Regions from separate parts of the Mus musculus genome. Here all the other regions are linked to region 1. A link is a contact called in public HiChIP or PLAC-seq and promoter capture Hi-C data. All regions are on one chromosome and are shown on one strand. The core of a region is the stretch at or near the end of the contact, and the rest is flanking DNA. Distances in the headings are between cores, read along the strand shown.

What was found. Promoter capture Hi-C pulls out the DNA fragments that hold promoters and counts their contacts. HiChIP or PLAC-seq counts read pairs in DNA pulled down with a chosen protein or histone mark. Capture Hi-C pulls out chosen DNA fragments and counts their contacts.
Region 2: a contact with region 1 is called in a promoter capture Hi-C map of cranial neural crest. The contact joins the enhancer-like site here to the promoter of Slc37a2 in region 1. A contact is called at or near these places in 16 of 39 promoter capture datasets (the 3T3-L1 cell line, 3T3-L1-derived adipocytes, the C10 cell line and 9 more), 8 of 115 datasets of contacts at active chromatin or transcription factors (craniofacial prominence, embryonic basal ganglia, embryonic midbrain and 2 more) and 2 of 9 other capture datasets (adipose tissue and pancreatic islet).
Region 3: a contact with region 1 is called in a promoter capture Hi-C map of adipose tissue. The contact joins the promoter of Fez1 here to the promoter of Slc37a2 in region 1. A contact is called at or near these places in 5 of 39 promoter capture datasets (cranial neural crest, frontonasal cranial neural crest, hippocampal neurons and 2 more), 1 of 484 Hi-C or Micro-C datasets (LSK cells), 7 of 115 datasets of contacts at active chromatin or transcription factors (craniofacial prominence, embryonic basal ganglia, embryonic forebrain and 4 more) and 3 of 9 other capture datasets (adipose tissue, embryonic stem cells and pancreatic islet).
Region 4: an H3K4me3 HiChIP or PLAC-seq map of craniofacial prominence shows a contact between it and region 1, with 3 times the contacts expected there. The contact joins the enhancer-like site here to the promoter of Slc37a2 in region 1. A contact is called at or near these places in 15 of 39 promoter capture datasets (the 3T3-L1 cell line, 3T3-L1-derived adipocytes, the C10 cell line and 10 more), 6 of 115 datasets of contacts at active chromatin or transcription factors (craniofacial prominence, embryonic basal ganglia, embryonic stem cells and 2 more) and 2 of 9 other capture datasets (adipose tissue and pancreatic islet).
Region 5: an H3K4me3 HiChIP or PLAC-seq map of embryonic limb bud shows a contact between it and region 1, with 2.9 times the contacts expected there. The contact joins the promoter of Stt3a here to the promoter of Slc37a2 in region 1. A contact is called at or near these places in 5 of 39 promoter capture datasets (the 3T3-L1 cell line, cranial neural crest, frontonasal cranial neural crest and 2 more), 3 of 115 datasets of contacts at active chromatin or transcription factors (embryonic limb bud, fibro-adipogenic progenitors and stem cell-derived neural progenitor cells) and 3 of 9 other capture datasets (adipose tissue, liver and macrophages).
Region 6: a contact with region 1 is called in a promoter capture Hi-C map of embryonic stem cells, with 6 read pairs. The contact joins the promoter of Tbrg1 here to the promoter of Slc37a2 in region 1. A contact is called at or near these places in 5 of 39 promoter capture datasets (the C10 cell line, cranial neural crest, embryonic stem cells and 2 more), 2 of 484 Hi-C or Micro-C datasets (both in CD4 T cells), 3 of 115 datasets of contacts at active chromatin or transcription factors (bone marrow-derived macrophages, embryonic stem cells and memory CD8 T cells) and 2 of 9 other capture datasets (adipose tissue and liver).
Region 7: a promoter capture Hi-C map of embryonic stem cells shows a contact between it and region 1, with 2.2 times the contacts expected there. The contact joins the enhancer-like site here to the promoter of Slc37a2 in region 1. A contact is called at or near these places in 7 of 39 promoter capture datasets (cranial neural crest, embryonic stem cells, frontonasal cranial neural crest and 3 more), 3 of 115 datasets of contacts at active chromatin or transcription factors (craniofacial prominence, embryonic stem cells and neural tube) and 1 of 9 other capture datasets (embryonic stem cells).

The regions. Positions count from the first base shown.
Region 1 is chr9:37,254,169-37,257,600 of GRCm38.p6, forward strand. It overlaps Slc37a2 (solute carrier family 37 (glycerol-3-phosphate transporter), member 2), which reads right to left and starts at 1,570. Exons shown (of 19, transcript NM_001145960.1): 1 at 1,131-1,570. The coding sequence starts at 1,189.
Region 2 is chr9:36,893,164-36,896,660 of GRCm38.p6, forward strand. It overlaps Pknox2 (Pbx/knotted 1 homeobox 2), which reads right to left. Exons shown (of 13, transcript NM_001029838.2): 11 at 2,148-2,224; 12 at 1,157-1,335. Among named protein-coding and RNA genes, the nearest start is that of Fez1, 62 kb to the left of the region's middle. Within about 2 kb of position 1,983, at least 36 of the 459 cell types and tissues checked have an H3K27ac peak or open chromatin away from gene starts, as enhancers often do. A contact at or near this core is called in neural stem cells, where this site is marked.
Region 3 is chr9:36,830,691-36,834,064 of GRCm38.p6, forward strand. Fez1 (fasciculation and elongation protein zeta 1 (zygin I)) reads left to right here and starts at 2,050. Exons shown (of 10, transcript NM_183171.5): 1 at 2,050-2,221. It also overlaps the pseudogene Gm27219.
Region 4 is chr9:36,914,702-36,918,248 of GRCm38.p6, forward strand. The region is part of intron 7 of Pknox2 (Pbx/knotted 1 homeobox 2); the gene reads right to left. Among named protein-coding and RNA genes, the nearest start is that of Gm34652, 58 kb to the right of the region's middle. Within about 2 kb of position 1,855, at least 70 of the 459 cell types and tissues checked have an H3K27ac peak or open chromatin away from gene starts, as enhancers often do. A contact at or near this core is called in craniofacial prominence and neural stem cells, where this site is marked.
Region 5 is chr9:36,766,298-36,769,503 of GRCm38.p6, forward strand. Stt3a (STT3, subunit of the oligosaccharyltransferase complex, homolog A (S. cerevisiae)) reads right to left here and starts at 1,325. Exons shown (of 18, transcript NM_008408.5): 1 at 1,253-1,325. Gm26787 (predicted gene, 26787) reads left to right here and starts at 1,590. Exons shown (of 4, transcript NR_166654.1): 1 at 1,590-1,743.
Region 6 is chr9:37,655,018-37,658,705 of GRCm38.p6, forward strand. Tbrg1 (transforming growth factor beta regulated gene 1) reads right to left here and starts at 2,295. Exons shown (of 9, transcript NM_025289.3): 1 at 1,981-2,295; 2 at 5-75. The coding sequence starts at 2,127.
Region 7 is chr9:36,855,668-36,858,968 of GRCm38.p6, forward strand. The region is part of intron 3 of Fez1 (fasciculation and elongation protein zeta 1 (zygin I)); the gene reads left to right. Among named protein-coding and RNA genes, the nearest start is that of Fez1, 25 kb to the left of the region's middle. Within about 2 kb of position 1,979, at least 35 of the 459 cell types and tissues checked have an H3K27ac peak or open chromatin away from gene starts, as enhancers often do. A contact at or near this core is called in embryonic stem cells, where this site is marked.

The DNA of each region.
Region 1 (3,432 bases), core at 320-2,819:
CCATCGCTACCATCCACATCCACCTTACGGCAACTCTCCCCTCCCCTTGAATTCTCTTTCTACCCAATTATGACATCTTCTAGCTCCTTCATTATGAGGGCAGTACACGCTCTCACTCTCGTGTTCATCTCCTTTTGAGAGACATTTTCTCTCTTTCTGAAAACATAAAACTGTTTAATAGTTCCAAATGTAGAAAGGACCACATAAACCATCTAAAGAATGTTTTAGATGATTATTAGCCTGAGAGACCTTGAAACAAAATGACTTATTTTAAAACCAGGCCAAATTGATGACTAAGTATCTGCCCAATCTGACCCTTAGTTTAGTTTGAGAATTTAGATTTGAGATTGCTGTGTCATCTGTTTTGTTTTTGTTTTGTTTTTTTTAGAAGCCAGCAACTGGCTATTTTGTTAAGTTTTATAGTTTATAAATGACGGTAACTAACAAAATGTTTTAACACTCTTCCTTCCCCACCTCTTGCAGACCAAGTACACTGCTCCAAAAGCTCAATGGAGATTGGCTAAAACCTCTTCTCCCAGCACAAGGGTGACCTTGTGGTCCTGGGAGCAGCTGCTGTCAATGCCAGCTCATGCTTTTAAGGGTGACCACCCAGTGTTGGAGCAGCTGCAGCTCTGATCCCAGAGATCTTGCCCTAGCTAGGTATCCCTGAGACTGGAAGGGTCAGACAGGCTTAATAGAACCAGTGATTTCTGGCTTGTTAACTAATCTAATCAATAGGGGCCTTAAGCTCTCTGGCTCCATTTATATTCTACCAGTTCTTGGCCTGGGTTCCTCAAAGGCAAATCCGGATCCTCCAAATACACAGATAAGACTTGGAGGCACTCCACAGGTACCCGCTTGTGCGCTTGTGTTTGCAGATACGGGGTGGCAAACCAAAAAGGATGAAGACTCCTAGGCACCCTGTTTGTTCTTCACCGGGGTTAGACAGAAGTCTGGGCTAATGTGGAATTAATAGTTCTGTGTTACTAAACTTCCACGCCTGCGCCACCGAAGGAGCCCTGCCAGATAGAACTAGAACCCCATCCCCCACTCCAGGGACAAGCAGAAACATCCGCCGCCCGAGCAAGTCTCTGCGCGTCTTGGCAGCCTCCCTCCCCAGCCCTGCTCACCAGCTGTCCCTAGAGAAGGCGCGAAGGAACCAGACACCAGGAGCCAGGGAGGACCGCATCTTGAGGCGCCGGCACTCGAAGCTGAGACTATGGAGGGTGCAGAGCCGGCGCGCGTCCCGGCCAGCGGCGGCAGCGATTTAAATGCCCCGCCGACTGGCCCGCCCCAGGCAGGCCCATGGCCAGAGCCTCCGCCCCTTGAACATGACCGGCCTGCCCTCTAGGTCGCGCCGAGTGCAAGTCCTAGCTATCCCTCTGTGCTCACTAGCCACTGTTTTCTATGTACTGCCATCTGTTTTCTCGAACTTTCTCTCCTAGTCAGAAACCAGCAGTCTTGAGTTTCCTGGGGCTCCTCTTTCTTGTCTGGGCTTTTCCATTTCACTACCCACGAGGGGATGGGGAACTGAAAACAGCAGTCCTACAAGTCATCAACTCTGTGTGACGTTGGGTTTCCTGCAGTGCTACCTGTCTTGAGCAGTTCTGTGCCCTGACACAAAGCAAATCCGGTGCTCTGTGTAAGTGAACGCAGTGGGACCACCGCGCTGACTCATGATCTGCGGGCTCTCTTTGGGAGCCCTGGAAGTGTCTCAGGGAGGAAAATGATCCCCAAACCCACCTCTCAGGTTCTGGTTCTGCTTGCTCAGACGAATCTGAGTTCACTGAGTCTGCTGGAGCTTTCCTAAAGCTCCACTAGCCAGTAACTAACTATGTTGCCAATACTCCAATCTCCACTTTCCAGGCACGCAGCCAGGTGGCAGTGAAGAGCTACAAGGGTCTTCCGTGCTCATAAAAATGACTGCCTCTAGCTTAAAGATTCAGAGTAAATTTCCACCTATAAAAAGAAGCTGCGACGAGATTCTTGTGTACGAAACCAAGGGCAAAATACTGAGGGTGGAAAGGGAAAGTATTCGCCTCAAAAGTAAACTTTTTAATAGTACATAAAATAGGAATGGGTTTAGCCCTTACCCCACCCACTCCTAACTCTTAGGAGTGTCCAGTATTCAGAGCAAGGTCAAGGAGGTGCAGTAACAACTCCACCAAACAGTGGACTCAGGATAATGGGCTTGGCTTGTCAGCCCTGGTATCAAGCAGAAAAAGGGTAAGCAGAGTTATAAAACCCTTGGATAATACCAGCAGTTGGGAGTATGGGTCTAGTGCCAGAAATAAAGGCAACAAGTCAAGGGCAGGGGTAAAGGATTAGAGGAAGGAGAAGGCAATAGGCAGGAGGCACAAATGCCATGTCGTGTAAAATGCTGGAAACCAAGAGTATCATGTAGTACAATTCAGTGAAATCCCTAAGTACAGGGTCTAGGGAGATGGCTCAGTAAGAGCACTTCCTGTGCAAGCATGAGAACCGGAGTTTGAATCTCCAGCATGCACATAAAAAAGCAGGCATGGCTGCCCAGGCCACTGACCTCAGCACTAGGAGAGGAAGACAAGTAGAGCTTGAAAGCCTCACTGGCCAGCCAGCCAGCCCCCCAAACCGAGTGTCTGTTATTCAGTAAGAAACCCTGTTGTAAGACAATAATGGAGAATGACAGAAGACACTCAGGGTCCTATTCTGGCCATCATATGTGCATACACAGGCAAATGTACCAAATAAAATAGACATACATACACACACTAAATAAATAAACTCCACATCCCTTTTTTACCATTTAGTGAAGTGGGGCATACATGGGTATCAAAATAGGTAACATGACTTTAAGCTCTCATCTGCCCTGGGCACTTCAAACCCAGGTGGCAAACACTCCTGATTAAACAGAAGACACACAGAGTGAGCTGGCATCCTCAGAATGGCAGCTACTGATTTCTAGAGGACTAAGAGAAGGATCTGGTTGCCATACAAATGAACCAAGGAAGCTGCAGCCATGCGAGGTTATTCAGTAAGTAGACATCAGTGGAAGAATGGAGAGACTATTGCCAGCGCTTCTGTGGTGCTAGCTAGACTTCAGCAGTGGAAGACAGCTGTCTCTCCACTTGAAAGATAGTCACACTGTTTGTTTCACATGCTTTTCTAGAGGTGTGCTGGTATCTTCCATAGTTGCATCTGCTGAGTGCTGGAACTGTACGGTGCTCATAAGCTCTTACTCTAAGTGCTCTGAGGCTGTAAGAGTATGTATGCCCCATTATGTGCCAACAAGTACTAAGGAGCAGAGCTCAAACAGTCTTTGCTGCCTATGGATTCGAGCCATGACTCCCTGTCCAGGCATTAGGATGGCACATGGGGCATGTCTATCACTTGCTCCTGTAGGTGACCTGGATGCTCTCTGCTTCCTGCTGCTTGAGACTGACACAGAGGGAT
Region 2 (3,497 bases), core at 733-3,232, 360 kb before region 1:
CCTTGTCACCAAAAAAGGTGTAAGAGCACCAAACCCTGAGTGAGACAATCCACCGGCATGAAGCTTTCTATCCCTCCATTGCTTAACTTCTGCACCATTCCAGGCAGCAACACTCCAGGCTACTACATATTCAGCATTCTCTATATAAGTATAGAAAGCACTTTTTAATTAATTAATTAGTTAAAATTTCCAACTACTTTGTAAAGCAGGAACTCTGAAAGGAATTCTGAAGTGGAGGAAACTGAGTCTTGTCTTCATCTTCATCTTCTGCTAAGTCTTGGGTTCCAGATACTGTGTCACCACTGCTAGCACTGGGATTTTCTGCAGACTTGTCCAGCACCACCTCTATTTATTCCTAATCTACCTCAACAGATGGCAACACGTCACAGAGGAACCTGTGTACAGCCATAGGCATGCAGATATGCATGTGCACGGGTGTCTCCACCCTAGTGCCCACACAGCGATCTTCAGGGGCCAACCTCAGAAATGTCTCGCTGATTAAATTATCCATTGTTTACCATGAAACCAGCACGTTGGAGAGCAAGTATGGAGGGTGTGATAGAGAATCTGGAAGAACAAAGCTTCCCTTGGCCTCTGTTCACAAGCCAGCTGCCTGCCTTGGTATTTATAGATGGCCTTGCCCTTGGAGAGCTAAGTAGATAGTGTCTGTGCTCAGAAACTTGGGAGTATGAGGAGCAAGGAGAAAAGGGCTCTTGCTGAGCAACCACTGACTCCAAGGACCACCCTCTCCCATTCCATTGTGAGCTTGCTTTAAGTTTGTTAAAACTTACATGAGAGATGAGCGTTGTGGCTCATACTTGGAAACCTAGCACTAAGAGAGCAGAAGCATAAGGATCAGAATACAAGAATAGCCTTGGCCATATGAGGCCAGACCACATGAGATCCTGCCTCAAACAAAACAAATCACAGATAATAGCAATAACAAAAACAAACCAAAAATGTGCACAGAACATCCCTTCTTAGTAAGCTCTCTCTCTCTAAAAACAAAACAGAACAAAACACAACAAAACAACCTGGTACAAGCACTGTGGAAAGTAATGACAGGACCCTGGGGAAGGAGACATTCACCCTTGAATCTTTGCTTTTCGGGAGCCCCACCAACCCCAACCGAGGGCATCCTTAGGCCTGGTCTTACCATCAGGGTTCGTCCCTGGGGTGCCACCCTGCTGTTGCAGAACCCCAGCAGCAATGGAATTGGGCCAGAATCTTTGGGTGGGCCGGTGCTGAGACTTGATTTTCTTGGCTTTGGGAGCAGGATCTGGGTTGCTGGCATCAAGCATGGGCTGCAGGATGCGCCTCCTGGCATTGATGAACCTGCCCAGGGGTGATGGGGAAGACCTGGTTAGACACCATCTGGGCCGCATGGATAGTGTTGGGGTGAGCAAATGTGACATTTAAGCTGCTCCCCGCAAATGTCTGTAGGCAGGGGTACTAGTCTACAGGTAAGAAATCCTATGCCCGAGGAGTTTGTGAATTACCCAAGGTTTGGTGATCAAAGACTCTGGGAAGAATGCATGAGGAGCTGTCAGAAATCCTTACTCAAGATCCACCAGAACTGAACAGAGAAGGGAAGGGCTGTGGACACAGTCACCAACTTTTGGACTTATAACAGGGGCCTAGCTTTAGGGTCTAGTACCTTCCGTCCATCCTGACCAGAAGCAGACAAGGACACCCTACATCCCTGCCAGTTCAGGAAGGCATCTCTCCCTCCTCATTCCTAGCTTACTTTGTAAAATGTTTTGGTTTCAGCATACATGGAGTTGGGTAGACCAGATAACCACTGCTGGATTGGATGTGCCTTTGGTATCTGATGTAAGACCCTCTGGTCTGTCTCTGCTAGGCTGGTGAACCCAGATTCTCTAGCAGTGGTATTGTTTTGTTTTGTTTTTCCCCCTAAACTCATTAGGTTTCCATGGATGTACTTGACCCAATTTCCCAGCAGAGGGTGCTGTGAAGCTGCAGTTGAAGGCCAGGCCAGGCTGACTCCAGCTCCTTGTATCTGGCCTGGCAGTGGAGCTGAGGCTGAGGCAGGTCTGGGCACTCTCTCTCCTCTCCCTGCTCAGAGTTCCCTAGCCAAGCATGTGCTCCTGGATCTGAGAGCCTGTGGGCAGGTGATGCCAACTCACCAGTTGTTTACTTGCAGAAGGGTGAGGTTTGTCTGCGCGGCAATCTGCCTCTTCTCATCTTCAGTGGGATAGGGGTGCTGAAAGGAGAGAATGGCTAATGAGGAATTGTGGGCATATGGAGGCTAGATTGTCCTGGTGTTCATACCCAGCACATGGACACAGCTCAGGAATGGGGAGCCGGAACCGGAAAAGGGCAATGTTTGCTCTTGAGGACAATGCATCTGGAGTGTACACAAGAAGCTCCCACGTGCCTTCGACTCCCCCAGCACAGTGCCACACAATGGGGACCAGGGCGGTTTTTACAGTCAGTTCAGTATTGATCGCAAGGCACTTTCCCCTGACTCTCACTTGATTCCCCAGAAAGGCAGGCATTCTCAGAGCTAGGATCAACAATGGTCTTGAAAGCCCCCAAAAGGCAGTACATGGGGAAGGGGCATGAATTAATACAATCTAAATTACTTGTTATTTATATCTACTATGTATCCAGATTTTTCCTAAGAATTTGGAGAGACCAGATATATACAGTGGTACACTACTGCCATAGGACCTTTTAATCCTTTGCAACGCTTCCATACATTTAACTTCATTTAATCAAACATATTAACATTGTGAGGTGGGCCAGGCAGTAGTGACACACACTTTTAACTCCAGCACTGGTCTATAGAGTGAGTTATAGGACAGTCACTCAGATGGTCCTACCACCTCGGTTCTTCAGACTATGGCTCTGCGTTCCCTTGCGGAGGGCTGAGTGGTACAGATATCTCCTACGGTCTTGCATACTCTGGTCTGGCCTTGATTACACATTTATTCCCTCTCTTGAACCGCACTTCATGAGGACACAGTGCACATTTAAGAATGTGTCTGCACCATCTTTACACATAAATGACCACTGATAGAGGAAAACAAAGGCAAAATTGGAGATGCTGAAGTTTCGGCGCTGAGCACCGTAGAAATGTATGGAAAGGGAATATGAAGTGGCCAGAGCCACAGGAAGATGGCTGAACTGAGTGACATTAAAGAAAGGAAAAGTCTGATTGGGTGTGGTGGCTCATGCTTATAATCACAACACTTCAGAGGTGAAAGCAGAGTGATCAGCCTGGCCTACAAGAGACTCTCAAAACAATATCCTCCCCCCGCCCCACCACAAAAAAAAAAAATCACAAAAATAAAACAAACAAAAAACCTACCTGGAATCAGAAACAAAAGAAAGGGAGAACCTAAGGAGGAGGGTCTGGAGGCCACTGAGTGTGGAGCCAGACAACACTGAGTTAATGTAATTCTGGGGCTTTCTGAGGCTCTGGCACAAGTGCCTCACAGGCAGTAGGCATTGGGAGAGTCTAAAGAGACTAT
Region 3 (3,374 bases), core at 800-3,299, 420 kb before region 1:
CTGTGTGTGTGCTGGCATCTAGACCACCAGTCCTCAGGAAGTGCTTTCAAATCCTCACAAAACCAGTAACAAAATAATTAACACTGAATATCAAATTCCAGGTGTTTTACATCATTTTGCATAATTTAATTTCCATGTAGCCCAGACTAGCCCTAAAGTTAAAAGAGTAAGTGTTTACTCCTGCTTTAGCATCCTGAGTGCCGGGTGTGCACACTTTTGCCACCATGCTCAGCTGGAACACTGGGGTTTGCAAAGACCAAACTCTTTCCCAAAGACCAAACTCTTTCTCAGTTCCAGTACTTTCCTCACAAGCCTCTCTCATACTCTGAATATTGCACATGGAGTCTTTTTTAAAAAGATGTATTATTTATTTTTGTAATAACTATGTGTTGATGTCTGAGTATATATATATATACCACTTGAGTTGCAGGGACACTTGGAAGCTAGAAGCAGGTGTTGAATCTCCTGGAATGGAATTTTGGCTTCTCAGCAGTTAGTGCTCTTCATTGCTGAACCATCTTTCTAGATCTAAGAAATAATTTCTAGGAGTTGAGAAGCATGCACAATAATTCCCAGCAGCACATAAAAACAAAACAAAACAAAAACAAAAAACAAAAAACAAGCCGTGGGTATGAAAGTACACATCTGTAGTCTCAGCACTCGGGAGGTGAAGGTGGAAATATCAGACGTTCAAGATCAACCCTTGACTACATGGTTTGAGCCCCCACCCCAACCTCCACTACACCTCGTACCACCATCACCAATCAAAACCAGCATAGAAAAGTGCATTAAAGCTTCTGCTAAGGAAGTAGCCAAGGGTCATAGCTCCTCCTCTCCTTCCTAGAAGTGCATTGCATGAGTTCACTCCCTTAATCTAACAACAGGCCTCGGAAGTGGGAGGTATAACCCTCATTATGTTGATGAAAACGTGAGCCGCAGCAAGGATAACTTTCCCAAGGTCACAAAACCACATGACGCCAGAAAAATAGGGTTTAGCATCTATTTCTTGTTTTGCGTGTGTGTGTATATAGGTGCAGTTGCCATAGTGCTCTTGTGGAGGTTGCAGGACAATGTTGTGGACTCAGTTCTCTTCTAGCACATTCATGGGAGTCCCCAGAGTCGGGTTCAGGTTTAGACAATGAGCACCTTTCACCTGCTGAGCTCTCATGACCACTTTTTTTTCTAACAAGAAAAACACCCTCATGTTTCTAATTACCAGGAGGGCAGAATGGCTAATACTTTTTCTAATTTCATCAGAGATGATGTCCCCCTGCCTTCCCTGCCCCTCATGATTGAACTGTTGTGATAAGAGTGCATAAATCAACATAGGGAAGACCCCCTTCACCTCCCGGCTGTCATTCTTGGTTTGGCCTAAAATCAGACAAAATTAGGAGGTGTCACCAGGCAGACATGCCTCTCTTGTGCTGTCTTTTCTCTTTTCTTTCTTTTTCTTTTCTTTTTTTTAAAACTACATTATTAGATTTTATATGAATAGCATCTCTAAGCACAGATTTACATACAGCACATCAACGTGTGAGGTGTAAAGTCTGAAGTCTTTCTATTCCTGGATCCCCCTCACTCAAATTTCTCACTTGCATTCCACAGTTTTGGATGACAAAATTATTCCCACCATCCAGCCCCCTCACCTTGGAGCTATGAACGACTTTGGAGTAAGGCGCACCTCTTGGCTTGTCCACTACAACCCCTAATAGAATAGGAAGGGCAGTCCAAAAAGTGCCAGAGGCTCTTTGAGTGTGTCTGTCAGTATCTGCCTGCCCATCTACTCCATTTGCCTGCATTTTTATACAAAACCTAGTGTTGGGCCATCTGAAGAATCCATATTGGTAGCGATTGCACGCCCCCATCTCGGAGCTTCTGAATATTCATGTGGGAAGCAGAAGGGCCAGTATCAAAGAAGGGAGGAACGGCAATTCATAAATATTAATAAAGGTAGGTCCACGTGCTCTAAGGAAGCTATGAGTGTTCACGACAGGATGACGTTCAGGCCCTGGGCGCGCCCGTTAGGCGGGTTCCCGAGTGCGGGCGCGCCTCCGGGAGCCCGGGCACGAGCGCGGGGACCAGGCGCAGCCGGAGCAGCGGGGGAGCGCTCGCTGGCTGGCTTGCCCGCTGACGTTGTGCTGCACCGGGCCACCTCTAGTCGGTGGTTGGGGATGTCTGGCTGAGCCCTGGGATCCGATTCCTTCCTCCAGGACCCGCTCAGGTGCGGTGGTGGGAAAGGCGATCTTAGTCTGGACTAGCCCCAGTCCTGGGGGCGGGTGTGTGTGTGTGTGGGGGGGGGGGGGGTCGAATTCGGGTGGTGAAGAAGACCAGAGGATTGGAGATTCTCTCATAGGATTCCTCGGGTATGCGCTACTCTCATCTCCTCTGGGTCTTTTCCTCAGAAGTAAAAAGAAGGGTTCGTGGGCCGTCGTCCTGGTCTTTCCCAGTCTTGCGGGAGCTCAAGCTCAAGGGCCCCGGAGTGGGTACTGGTAGCATCATCTCAGAGCATCGTGTGTGTGTGTGTGTGTGTGTGTGTGTGTGTGTGTGTGTGTGTGTGTGTGTGTTCATGTGCAACACAGTGCCGGGAAACCCTATCTGATGGTGCTGGAGCAATGTGGACTCCATATGTCATTCCAGGACCGTTATGTGTTCCGCTTATCTTAGGCGTCTCAAAATCATCTTTGTCCCTACGAATCTGATCCTGCAATCTACTTGTGCCCCTCCGCGGCGTGTGGAGCCTTCCTCAGACGGGGCATTCTCGCAGTGTCAGACCCTCTGGCTGCAGTCCTCTGGGAGCGATTGTTTTACTACACAGAGCAGGTTGGAGAAAGGACGAGTGTGACGAAAAGGAGTGTGCAGAGCCCGCCCTCATCCTTGGGGCCCAGGGTGCTGCAGAGCGGAGGTTCAGCTGAAGGGGTGTTATACAATCCGTTCTTCTTGCCCTCTTGTCTTTCCCTTTGCATCTTGTCTCCAAGTACGACTCACCCATCCCGGTGACCAGGTCTTATTTGGCAAAGGGAAGACAGTGGAGTATGAGCAGGGGCTGCGTGGGATGAGCCGTGCATCCTCAGAGTGCCAGCCATTGTGCTGCCTAGAAGAGCCTTTCTTTACTCCGACAGAAGAGGGAGAGGAGGTCTGAAATGGAGGTGAATGGAACAGAAGGGGGGGGGAGGGTACCGAGTCCGGTGAAGGGGTTGCTGAGCCATGTGCAAATGAGTATTTATTCTTTCTGGCAAAATGGACAGCTTATACTAGCCAGGTTTTGCAGAAGAGCAGTGGGAGTCTGGAAGTGGATAACAGAGGGCATTTTAAGGATCTATATGGGAATGGGAGGGGAAGCACAGAGTCAACTGGTCTACAGAACAAGTGATGGA
Region 4 (3,547 bases), core at 605-3,104, 340 kb before region 1:
AGATCTGAAGATTACCAATTTACCATATACATGAATATCGGAGGGTGCTAATTAGCCACTTGATTTCATGTTAATTTCACCATCACCTTCCAGGGTCAACAAGAGAGAGAGAGTGTCACATTTTCCTCGAAAGGATTGAAGTCCCTTTCAGGACTTCCCTGACTTAAACAGCTATAGGTCTCCTGGTCTTGTGTGTATGATAGAGGCTAACAGAGAGAGGAAAGGAACTTTGGATTTAGATCCACTGGCCCTGCTACAAACACACTGCCTGGCACTGTTTGGTGTCTAATGATTTATTTCCTACTTCATATGGCTGTAGTCACTTGAGTGGCAGAGCAAGGGTTATATCTGTCCTCAAAGCCCTAGAGCCCTAGTGTTTTTTTATTCAGCAGTAGGAGAAGTTGAGTCAAGGCTACACAGGACAGCACAGACCTCGTCATATGCTTCCTTTGGTATTCTCTGGTGCACCCCTGGAACTTGGTACCAAGCCTCAGAAATCTAAGTATAGCCCCCGTCTCAGAAGAGGGCAAAGACCCCACCTTGCTGTGATGTCAGGTTGCATATTAGTCTGTAGCTCTGTGGAACGGTGGCGACAGGGCAGCTCTGACTCTCTAGGGACAGTCTTCGTCATTTTTTTTTTTTTTTTTTTTTTTGAAGAAGCCACTGTGGCAGCAGCGAAAGCCCTGGGGAAGAATCTATTGGCTAAATACATGGTATTGTTGTCTTCTCAACAGCTTCCTGGAGGCTTATCTGACTCCAGACCCAGGCGGCTGCTGTGTACACTCACAGAGGGACACCCACAGGGAGCGGAGAAGCACAGTGGTTGCAGTGTAAGTGACACTTCCAGCATCCAGTCTCGCATCCCTCTCGAGCTGTCTAGGCACCAGGCACCAAAAGCAGCTGAAGCTGAGCTCAGTCCAAGAACTCTGCTGTCTCTCTGGAGAGCCACAAGAAACCTGGCCTCCACAGGTGGTATGACCCCCCCCCACACACACACCAGTTTATTTGAGGTGGACAGGCAATGAGTCCCTCAGAAGAGGCTGAGCAGAGGGAGAAGCAACTTTACAAAAGCAAGGAACATGTGCCCCCAGAGTGCCACCTGCAACACCCTCACCCCTGCCCTCATCTTATGCACATCAATCAACGGTCATCAGTTTTACTTCAACTCTCATTTCTGGAACAAAAAGGAAGACTTCTTCAGAGAAAGGGATTTACTAAGAAACAAGAGGGGCTCTGGGATGGATCTTGGGAGTGTGTTTGTGGGATAATGGGGCACACAAAAACTGGCTGTGACCACAAGATTGGATCTGTGCTCTGACATCAGCTGGAAGAGTTGTCCGTCTCCTAAGACTTCTGTCTTTACTCTTAATAGGGAAAGGGCCTGAGATGCTCAGGAAGTTATTTTTCACCTAAAGAAGAAATTTCTGGGAAGCACACACACACGATCTCACATACAAATACTCACACACATTCACACACATGCACATATGCACACATACATGCATGCTCACACCCACACACATTTATGCACATATGCATGCATGCACACACACAAACACACACACACACACACAATGGGGTAAAAACCTAAAGCATGACAAAAATAAATGATGGAAACATTCCTCTTGAATGTATTTTGAGATGTTTGGAATTTTTATCTTACTAGGTTGTCCCTGAAACAGGGAGATAAACTGGATGACCTTGCAAAATCCCTTGCATTTTAGGATTAAGAAAAAAACAAAACAAAACAAAAAACCGATGGTCTCTAGGATTCCAGTGAAAGGATTAAGGAACAGGATCCAGATACAGGGCCCAGCCATCTGCTATCCTTGCCCTGGCCACTAGGGGTCTCTGCGGATCCATAGCCTCAGACCAGCTCACCAACCCCTCCCAGATGGCTACCACCAAGACTAACTTGCCTGGTCCGAGGGGAGGGTGGGACGTATTTCAGTGTCCCACTTCCACTGGAAGCTTGTCCCATCTTTCTAGGCATGGACGCGGACAGTCCTCTTGACTCTTCCTTATTTCCTATCACCTTTTACAGGGCACACAGAAAGGTTCTCTCTTGTGCAGATGTCTGTTGCCTTAGCTTGGGAATAGGTTTGTGAGGGAAAGAAGGCTGACTCTTCCTTTGACACTGTGCCTAGCACATTTTGGAGTGCGTGCTAGATGCTTCATAGATCTGTGGTCTAACTGGGCTGTACGCGCGTCTAGGTGGTTGAGGAGGTTGCCTCTGTCCCCAGACAGCCTTTCTGGCAGAGTCCCTCTGTTCTATCACAGCCAGAGTCCTGCCTTAGACCAAGAAGAGCTAGGCTTGCAAAAGCAAGGAAGCCAAGCACATATAAACAAACCATCTAATCCTGTCCTGTTCCACCCCAGCTGGGGGCTTTGGCCTCAAGGGAAAGGCACTCCAGGCCTGTGGAGACAAGCAGCAGCTGCTGCTCTTAAGGAACACTCCTTCCCGGAAGGAGCGGGAGCTCTCAGGTTTCACCCACCGGGCAGGAACTACACACTATGAAGCCCAACAGAAGTCACAGCTCTACTGCTATGGCGCAATGGGGTAGCACAAATCCACTTCTTGCCTCCTTGGTCTGGGGTGCTGCTTTCCCGTCTAAGTGGTAATACTCCTGAGGTGGACCACCTTCCTTTGTCCCCACCCGATCTGAAAAGTCACAGGTCACGTCCTCAAGATGATCAAGCATGGGGCAGAAGTCCTAAGGCCTTGGCAAGAGTGACTGCAGTATACCGCCTTCCACCTCCCTGATAACTTTGGAAAAGCAAAGCTTGCTGCATGTCAGGGAGAAGTCTACCCCTCTGAGGGAGAGATGGGCCGTCAGTGACTTCCATAGACTGCTGGGGAGTCCCAGAGCTAAGAGCTGGCTCCTTTACAGGCTGCTAAGCCCAGTACATTAGGATGTCCTACTTACTTCCCCATCTTCCAATCAGTTACCAAATCCAAACTCATGCTCCACAGTAACTGCTATGTCCCCTCAAGTCTCTGCATCCCTGGATTGCAGTCATCCCATGCCTAACCTGGGACCAGGAACCTTGCTCTCCTCTCTATCTGTAACAGGATGCCACTATGTTAGAAGAACACAGGCTCTATAATAACCATATACACATTCACTACTTAGTGTATGGTGTCGGGCCTGTCTCTTTTCTTATATCCTTTTCTCTTTCCTTGGGTGTCATAAGGAAATATAATGTCCATCTGAAGTCTTGTGAGGGATAAATTAAAATTTTACACATAAATACTTAGTGCACGCTATTTTTGTGATACGGGGAGCTCAGTCAATGCTGCGGGAGCTCCTTTCTCACCAGTTCATGTTGTAGCCATAAAAGCTCAATTAATTTGTCCTGCAATGTGTCTCCAGCACTGACCCTATTGTATATATCCCTATTTACTCTTTAAAATATTGAGCAGTTGGCTATAATAGTCAACATCGAAATATATCTCCTAAGGACTGGGGAAAAGGGGGCTTAGCAGTTCCGAGTACAATTCCAGAAGACCTAGGCTCAATTCCCAGCAACCACAGGCAACCCTCGG
Region 5 (3,206 bases), core at 75-2,574, 490 kb before region 1:
TGTGCATGCTCTCTGGCCAACTAAAGAGCAGGTGGTCACTAATGCAAGTTCAATCCATGCACTCAAGAGAGAAATATACTCAGGCCACCCACTACATATTCATTTTCAAAGTTCAAACTGTAACTACTGCTCAGGTCTATTTCCCTGTAACTCATTTCATGACCCAGAGAGAACTTGGAGCACCAGATGAAAATCTAGAGCAAAATTACAATAATAATAATAATAATTTTGTTTCTTCTAGACCAGAATAAATTTTGGAATGGTGGTAAGGGAAGCAATCTGCAGACAGTTCAGAATGGTGATCAATTATAGACAATTGGTATGTTAAGGACTAAGAAACAAAGAGTGTGGCAACTGAGAAAACGTAGCACTGTTCAAAACTATGCTGGGAAAGGGGAAACTGCATTATCTTGTTCCCTTCTTTCCAGGGACCAGGGGGTTGCAAAAGGAAAACACTGGACAAAATGGAAAACACGAAGACTCACACTGCGAAGTCTAACATCTTTCCTTTAATTAACTATACCAAAAGAGCAGTTTGGGCTGGTGTGATTAATTATAATTCCAAAGGGAAGGCTTATCACGCACTAATTCTGGGAAGTGAACAACTCAGTCCCATCTCTTGGGTTTGTAGTTGTTCTCAGGAGATAAGTGACATGGAAACTAAACACCACTGAGCTAATATGATCCACACACCTGAAGAGTAAGCAAAGGCAGCGAGAGTGCTAAAACCTGGACTTTAAAGCTAAACACTGCGAGTTTTCATACCGTTCTTGGCAATCTCCACACACCGATAGGGTACAGAAAGGGAAAGGACGCTTTTCTTATCTGCTCATCATCTCTCTGCTTCTCAGCTGTGTCTGCAAGCCTTGACCCACCCGAGCTCTAAATTCTAGGGCTGCAGCCTCGGTGGTTTTCCCACATACGTTTCCACGTCATCTTGTGCACCCTCACTGACTTCGAACCCACTATCTCAGCACACTCCGCGTGGCCCTTCCAAGCTAGTCCCAGGATCCTGTGCCCCACGCCCTCATGGCCAGAGTGCATTGCTCTGCCAAGACCCTTCCTCAGATCGTCTGGTGCCCCAATGCCTGGACGTCCCCATCTCACACTCCACGCCCCCTCCTCCGCCCAGGCCGCAGGCAGGCTCTGCTCCCCACCTCTACAGGCTTGTGTCCAGCACCTCGTTCGGGCCGGCCAACAGCCCGCGCGGCACCTGCCGCTAATCCTCTAGCGCTACCCCAGAGTTTCTCACCTCACGGATGCTCCTCAGGAACCCACTCTGCTCCCCCTGCCATCCGTTCAGCGGCGCACTCAACCCTGACAGCAGCCAAGGCCCGCCTCCCTGCCCGCTCCGCATTGGCTAGCCTCCGTCGATGTATATTTCAGGGGACCGACAGGATAACGGTTCTGTCTGTCATTTCGAGGGCGTGGATCGAGTCTGGATTCCTCCTTTTGAATGGACAATGTGACTGTCATTCACCCTGTTGAGAGGCGTGACTATGAAGTCCCACCGAACTGTGATAGGCCGGCGCGGGAAAGCGAAACGCGCGGAAAGAGCGTGCTCTGAACAGTTTGGTTGAGAGCCGAGCAGTGACGTGTCGGTCTGCGGACCAGGAAGGAGCGGCGATAGGAAGGAGTGGACGCTGTACCCTGGTCACATGAGCAGAAGCGGAAATACGTAAAGAAAGCGGCAGTCGTACCACGTCCGGAAAAGTTGGGCTGCAGATCCGTTTGTTTTTTAAGGTAGAAATGGCCCGTTACCTATTAAACGGTTAAAGGAGAGAAGATATGTTGTGAAAACTCTCAGCCTCCATGGTTCACACGAACCCACCTTGTGTAAGATGTGTCAACTAATAAGCCCAAGAATTGTTTCTGTGTTTGCAGTAACCTCGATAAAGGGACCTTTGACAAATTTCACCGAAACGTTTCACTCAGGTCTGACTTTATGGAAGGGCCCGGGAGGCCTTTTTAGGGTGTCACCGCCCGAGTCGGGCTGAGCCGGCAATAGCCTGCAGAAATTATCTCAAGGCTCGGAGCGGCTAGCCCTGGGCAATCAGGAGCAGCTTAGCATCGCCGGGCCCCTGCGAGGGTGACCTTTCCTCCCGGGCCCTCCGAGGATGGTACTGAGAACGGGCACAGGAAGGGGTTTCAGCTGCCAAACTCCAGTCTTTTCCGATATATACATATAAACAGATGTACTAATTCGAACACTTCCATGCCTTACAAGCCTCAAACCAAAGGCTACGGTAAGATTAGACCATCCAGATACCATTCATATTTGGTGCCAGTGACGCTGGCTTCTCTTTTCCTCTCCCATGAAGGGAAGCACCAACTATTGAAATCAGTACTTATTACAATAATGCATTTCCTCAAAATGCTCATGACCAGTTTTTACACCAGGACCTAACTCAATACCTCTTCTCTTTTGTTTTTATAGTAAATGTTCCATGTAGTTTTATTTTAGCAAGAATAACGGCAAAGCACACACTTGTGATGCCAGTGCTCCCAGAGTCTGAGGCAGGAGGAGCTAATTCCAGGCATCTTAATCTGAAGGAGATAAGCATGAGGACTTTACATACATTCAAACTCCTGTGGCTTCAAAACCTAGCTTAATTTCTTACATAGATAAATTATTTCTCACAGTTCTAGAGTCTGGGAAACAAAAGATTACAGTGCCCGAAACTGACGAAGACTTTTACCACGGCATTATATGGTGGGAGGTCACCTCAGACGTTTTATTTTAAAAAAAAAAAAAAAAATGCTAAGGTCAGGACTAGGGACAATGCTAGGGCTTGGTGGGTAAAGACAGTTGCCCCCTTACAATCTACAATCTTGCATTTGATTACCCAGGATCCACCTAAAGGTTGTAGAAGAGAACTGACCCCACAAAGTTGTCCACACCTCCACTGTGGCATGTATGTGCACACTTGTACACATACACACAGTAATAATAAAAGTTTTAAGGGGGCTGGTGAGATGGCTCAGAAGTTAAGAGTACCGTCTGCTCTTCCAAAGGTCCTGAGTTCAGATCCCAGCAACCACATGGTGGCTCACAACCATCTGTAACAAAAATCTGATGCCCTCTTCTGGAGTGTCTGAAGACAGCTACAGTGTACACACATATAATAAATAAATAAATAAATCCTAAAAGAAATTTTTAAAAAAAGTTTTAAGGGATGCTAGCCTAATAAATAAATAAATAAATA
Region 6 (3,688 bases), core at 1,045-3,544, 400 kb after region 1:
TCACCTTCTTTCTTCCTTTGCTTTAAGAAATTTTTCCTCAAGACGAGCAATTTCATCACAGATGGAAGCATTTTCCTTTAAGGAAGAAAAAAAAAAAAAGGACTATAATCACATAAAATGAACTTAAAACTTGAGGCTCCTTTCTGGTGACAAGATCTATATCTCAGATTGAAAGAGCCCTCTGTGCTGCAGTGTGTAAGAGAAGTGTGGTTCTACTCTGCGCATGCTGTTAATAAATACAGAGTCTGTACAGCTGGCTCAGCGGGGAAAGGCACCGAATCGGAGCCCCAGAACCCACAGTGGAAGGAGAGGAATGAATGACAGTTACCTGATAACTTCTATGCGTGCTCGGCGGCACACACACAGTAATAAGAATAAAAAGAAAGAAACTTCTTTTAAAAAAAAATCTGCAGGGCCAAGTGTTTGGGTTCTATTACAGGGAGGGTAATTGCATGGACACCTTTGGATGAAGAGGGACATTCTTAATGCTCATGCCAGAACAAGATGGTACACCAGGGCTTGCACTCTTTGGGCAAATCAATGGGTGTGGCCACTCCAATTAGTGTGGCCTTTGGCAGAGAAAGGATATAGGACTTGGACTTAATTTAGACCCCCTACAAAATTCTTTTTTGTTCTCCACTACAGAATTCTAAAGACTCTCTATGCTTACAGCTTTGACCTTGCAAAGACAATCTGACCCACTGTATCTTACAGAACAATTACAGGGAGAGAGAGAGAGAGAGAGAGAGAGAGAGAGAGAGAGAGAGAGAGAGAGGGAGGGAGGGAGGGAGGGGGAGGGGAGGGGAGGGGAGGAGGGGAGGGGAGAGAAGAGAAAAGGATGAAAAGTTTTGCATGTAAAATTCTTAATTAATCATCTATTTGCATATACCCAAGTACCATCATTCTTTACTGATGGCTCAGTCTGTCTTGAAACCAGTTTTGAAGGAAATGCCTATTTGGGTGTTTCACAGGTGGAGCCTCAAATTGGTGTTCAAGGCATCAGTTGGTTTAAGTACACGGAGACCCTTTGGTTTCATAAGATCTTTGTATACTTAACGAAACCAACACTATCTTTAAATGTCGACTTGTAAGCATTAGGCAGGCTCTGACATCATGTGACAAGAGAGAACAGTGAGTATAAGGTGTTGACTTCCTGATTTACTCATATTTCCCTCGACACATATACAAGCGTTAAATGTTTTAGCAACAACAAATTGAAAGTCAAAACTTTTCCCGATACGTCTACAAAGACCTTGTAGAAAGAAGTGTTAAACTGCAGGTTCAGATGTGAGGGTATATGGACCGTATACCTATTACCAAGCAAGCACTGAGGTGACTGGCTAAGCTAGAATAGTCTATTTATTAGACTGTTATCAGATTTATTAGACCCTAATACTTCTTGGCTGGTAAAGAAGTTTACTCATCAAATCCTAAATCCCTACAATTAAAGCAGGAAGTGTCTATACACCTCAGCAGGAGGAGGTAGCCTGTTTCCTGATGTTGAGTTCCACTTTCAGTTTCGGATGGAGGGAAGGCAGAAACACCTAGAAGCCTCGTCAAAGGGAGCTACAACCAGGACAATTTTGAAAGATTTAGGTGCCTGTTTACGAAAGCGGCAGCCATGGCGTTAGGGTTGGGTGTACTTAGGAAACAGGCTGTGTAGAGTAAATAATAAACTGGAATCAGGGTATCCAAGTTGGAGTTAGGGCACGTCATCCCTCTGGGCTTCATTTCAGTGTGCTCGCCTTAAAAGACACTCCTTAGGCTCGAAACGAAAAGTAGCAAGAAGGTAATGACTAAAGTTTGCTGGCGGAGCACTCTTCAGTCCTCATTTATAGAGGAGTTGACAGGACTAGAGGAATAACTTATGCAAGGATATGGAACTAATATTCCCAAGCGAGGCAACTAACACTGGACGGATATTCTTTCTCTGAGAGAGTTGAGGTGGGGAAGACAGTCCCCACCCAAACCCAGACTCACAAACACCGTGGCCTTAGCTGCTCTGCGCAGCCGCAGGTACTTCAGCCGGTACTTCTCGTTCTGGCTCTTCCTCGGGAGCCTTTTCATCCTGGCCTTGCTGGACAGCGGGGTGCGCGGCTCGGAGGCCAGGCCGCTCAACACGCTCATGATCAGACCGGGTTCTGGAGCTCCGGGGCGCGGAGGGGATGGAGCGCAGGCAGAAACAGATGGCGATCCTCGGCACTTCCCAGTCGATTTCCCAAGGAAGACCCGCCGGAAGTTGCGCAAAAGCACCGCCACGTGTAACTTCCGGGTTTGGAAGTTGCGGTGGTTCGGACCTAGCGGTGGGCTGGGAGGACGGGTGTGGCTCAGGGTTGCAAGGAGCTGGAGCTGGAAAGAACCGGTCCTACCCGGCTGATAGCCAGCGAAGTAGGGAAGAGTTTAAAGTCCTGATGCAGACGCTCAGGCAGGTGCCCTCAGGGAATGCACGTCCACATCTGCTTTCCCAGGTTGCTCTGAGCAGCAGGCCTTCCTGGGGTTTTAGCAGACTTAAATACTAATGCGGGGAACTCAGTTTCCCATATGTGCTGATCGCACAAGTGTTTCTTAGGCTGTGAACTTCGGGGATAGTAAAACAAGACCTTGATTGCCCCAAAGCTTGGTATCTAGTTAGCAAACTGTTTTAATAAAATGTTAAGTAGCACAAGGTCGGCTTTCAGTGGTTTTAAAATGAAACCAGGAGCGTTTCAAGTACACATACTTCCTATCGTTTTTTTCTTTCAGTAGTGTCAAACCAATTGACTGAGCCTCTTTTTCACATTTTGTTTTTGTTGTTTGTTTTCTCCCTCTCAAAGTAAGAAATGAGATGGGGTGGATTTCCAAACTAGTGTACTCATATAAAAGATAATTATTGTTAAATTCTCCAAATCTAGACGTTTACGGTTGTACATGGAAGCCAAGAAGTATGTTACATAATTAACGCGCTCACTGAATTACTAGAGAAAAACCTAATACTGATAAAGACAACTTAGAATTCAGTAAGTGATCCAAGTATTTAATCTCTGAAAACTGTAAAAACCATTGCAGTTTTGACAAACTGCAACCCAAGAGAAAAAGCGTGTAGATACTCTTCTATGACTGCCCATGTAACAAGCTGCTTTTTTTGAACTTGGTTGGGTCTTAATAATGCAACTCCAGGGTACCATTTGCCTTCACAAATACCTAAGGTGCTCCTGTGGATTTAGTTGGTTTTAAAAGCCATCAGAATTGTGACAACTTATAAAATACACTGCTTTGAAAATATATACTGGAATTCTAGCTTGGAATCTGAAAGCACTCATAGTAATCGAAATTGACTTTATTCTTAATAAAGCGTTAGTTTTAACTGCCTGATTTGCTGTTTAGCTGCATTTTGTTCTCATAGACTTTGACATCTATCTGACTTTTTGTATTATTCATCTTCTTCGTGTGTTGTGTCTATGAGGAGGAAAGTCCCAGCCTCTGCTTTAGTTGAAAGCTCTTTTGGCCAGTAGACTTCAGTGGAATAGTCCCAAACATGTTTATTATTATTTTTTTTTTTCACTTGAGACTTTTTCTTTTACAATTAAGGCAATTTTCTTGCAAATTTGACAAAAAAGAAGGTATTGTTTATTTGTTGGCTTTGATAGACTGGGTTCTTAACAGTGCCAAACTCTCTGTGTAGGGAAAGATGACCCTGAACTCCTGACCC
Region 7 (3,301 bases), core at 729-3,228, 400 kb before region 1:
CACCATAATCCAGATTTTTAAATTTCTTTTTTCACTTTTCTTTGGCATTCTATTTTGTTCTTGTAATGAAATTTTATCTATAACTTGTCACCTTTTTTGTTCATTTGGTTTTAAGACAATGCCTTACTATATAGCTTGGGCTGTCATAGAAATTACCATATAGACTAGGCTGGGCTTGAACTCATAGAGATCCACCTGACCCCAGCTGAAGTGTTGGGGTTTTGTTTTGTTGAGAAGGGAGTAAGGGGATCTCACTAATTTGCCAAAGCTATCTTCAGACTTTACATTTTCAGGTCTTTGGAATTACAGGCCTGTGCTATCATGTCCTTGGTATTTTTATAGAGCATTTCCCCCAGAGATCACATTGTACATTTTCAGTTATCATAGTCTACTTAGAAGAAATATTTTGCCTCTTCAGATAAAATCTGAAACTTGAAAGTTTATCTATTCCCTCCATTCATGTGCTATTATCATGCATTTTATTTTGATTTATATTTTATATTCCACAATACAAAATGATTTTTCTGAAAGAAGAAAAACAGATCATTTAAATTTATTCTCAGGGTGATCATTGTAGCACTGCAAAGCCAACAGTCAGGAGGTGAAGGCAAGAGGAAACTATGAGTTCAAAGCCAGTTTGGCTAGCATTTCAAGTTCGAGGATATATAGACATTGTCTCAGAATAGCAACAAAAGCAACCATTTAAATAAAACTCAAAAATCAAACAAATACAATTCTTGATATTTGACCACTTCTGGTATTCTTATACTTTTCAGTAGATCTGGTTTTTCCTCATTTCTTTCCAGTCCAAAGCCTTACACTGCCTGTATCCAGTGCCTGGAAACAATTGCCTCATAGATTCTGTCCAGATGTGTCCTTGCTGTGGCAGGAGGGCAGGATCCAACGCAGCTTGCTCCAAAAGCCTTGACGAGGCCTGATCTGTTGTTTTTCAGATGCATGTATAGTGTTTGTTTATTTAAAGAAAGAGGGGAAAATGTTTGGTCCAGGTTCTTGGCACCCAGGCTAGTTTTGAACTCCCAATCTGCCTGGCTCCAATCCCAAAGTATTGAATTAGAAACAAGGACTCAACAATCTCTGAAGCCTTTCATAGACTGTTGCACAAGGCTGAAGCATTACAGGCTCAGCATTCCTTTCTAGCTTCATTTTATTTGTTTGTTTGTTTGTTTGGTTGGTTGGTTGGTTGGTTGGTTGGTTGGTTTTTTTTTCGAGACAGGGTTTCTCTGTGTAGCCCTGACTGTCCTGGAACTCACTTTGTAGACCAGGCTGGCCTCCAACTCAGAAATCTGCCTGCCTCTGCCTCCCAAGAGCTGGGGTTAAAAGCGTGCACCACCACTGCCTGACACTTTCTAGCTTTATATTGCTTGGTGTCAGTCCTGATGCACACCTTTTCCTCAAAGCAAGAGGAAGAAAAGCTGCTATGGTCAGTTCCCACTCTGGGTCCATGTCTTCTTATCTCTAGGAAGAAGACCCTTGGGTAGATAGGGGGTCTTTGGGGGTGTTTGTTTGTTTGTTTGTTTGTTGTTTTATAAGAACCTCATTCACTTTGACAGCATGGAAATAAATGTCAGGTTTAGCCCACAAAGACACAAACACCAAGTATCGAGCTTGTGTATCTTTTTGAGCAGGTACCTTTGTCATCGCCACACAAGTAGCCTAGGAAGTGACTTTGATGTCTGTGTCACAGAATAGAAATGAGTGTCCAGATGCTGTTGTTTTTCAAATTCCCTCTCTCTTGTTCAATTAAGCTTTTTTGCTCAAAATTCTACCTTGGTTTGAGAGGGGGAAGTCTGGAGTCTGAAGGGTTTGTTCAGAAGTGACAGAAGCTGTCAGGGAAAGCAGACTCTGGAGGACTGAGAAAACAAAACAGGCTTGATGGATCCAGATCAGGGTGAAGCAGGACAAAGAGAGCAAAAGTCAAAGAAGAGGAAGGCCCGACAGTCTGGGTGGATGTGGTGAAAGCTGAGAGATTGAGCAGAGATAGCAGCTACACAAGGGCGGAACCGGGACTCTCCTGGGGTGCATTGTGTGTGCTGAGCCCTTTGTTTTGTTTTTTCCGTGGTGGATTTCTGAGAGCCAAGGAAATGCATGCTTATAGTACCCGCAACAGTGCTTTCATAATCCCGTAATTTCCGATCCCTTTACTTTATTCTAACAATTTAGGCCCAGACCCTTAAGCTTTGTGCCTGAGAGAGGCACACACTAGGCCTCAGTTGGGGTCCATTAACTGTTGAATAACCACTAGGAGCCTCCCTTCCCTACAAGCCCCACCCCCATGTGGGAGAAACTTGCAGAGGGAGATGATCTGGGTCAAAGGTGCAATGCTAAATTAGTGAAGCAAGTGCACTTGAAGTGAATTCAGAAAATGTAAGCAGTCACATTTCATGTGTTTGGTTTTGGTCTCCCGTGGCTCAGGCCCTGAACTCCCTGTGTAGTGAGAAATGGTCTTTGAATCTGGAATGACTTTGCACTCCTGATCTTTTGCAGCCCTTGTGCAGGCAGGCACCACCACACTTGGCCTTTTGCTGTTGCTTTTCAGCGTTGAGGGTCAATTTGCACTTACTAGACAAATTGTTCAACTGAACTATATAACTATATATATTGGAATATATATATGTATATATATATATATGTGTGTATATATATATATATATATATATATATGTGTGTGTGTATATATATATATATATATATATATATATATATATGTATATATGAACATATAGTTCCACTGAACTATAGTCCTAGGTCACCTTTTTATAGCTGGGGATGGGTCCAGGGCTTTATCACTGAGCTATATCCATAATCCATTATTTGTTTATTTGTTTTTATTTTTGAGAGAGGCTCTCACTGTGTAGCTCAGGCTAGTCCCCCTTAGCCTCTTGAGTATTGTAATTATAAGTAAATACCACATACCTAGCTACCTGGTGCATTTTCAGAGCCTTCATTTCAACCTGTCATATCTGAATTTGAATTACAGGCAAACATTGTTGTCAGGGGCTTATAAAAGTAATTCCAACAGAAAAGAAAAGCCTCCATTTCTCAATAAGAGCCACCCTTCTACCCCAGGACTGCCTGACCCTTGGGAAGTTCTGCCTTGTGACTGCAGCTGTGAACAAAGTGTGGCCCTAGGAGTTTTGTTCTGCCTGGTGGGGGAGCTGTGGAAACAAGCAGCTACCACAGGTGGCAGATTGGCAGAGATACAAGCATATGGATTCCGTCGCAGAAATAGATGCTGCCATCTGCCAGCCAGCTCCTCTGGTGGTCCCCTCACCGCCCTGCC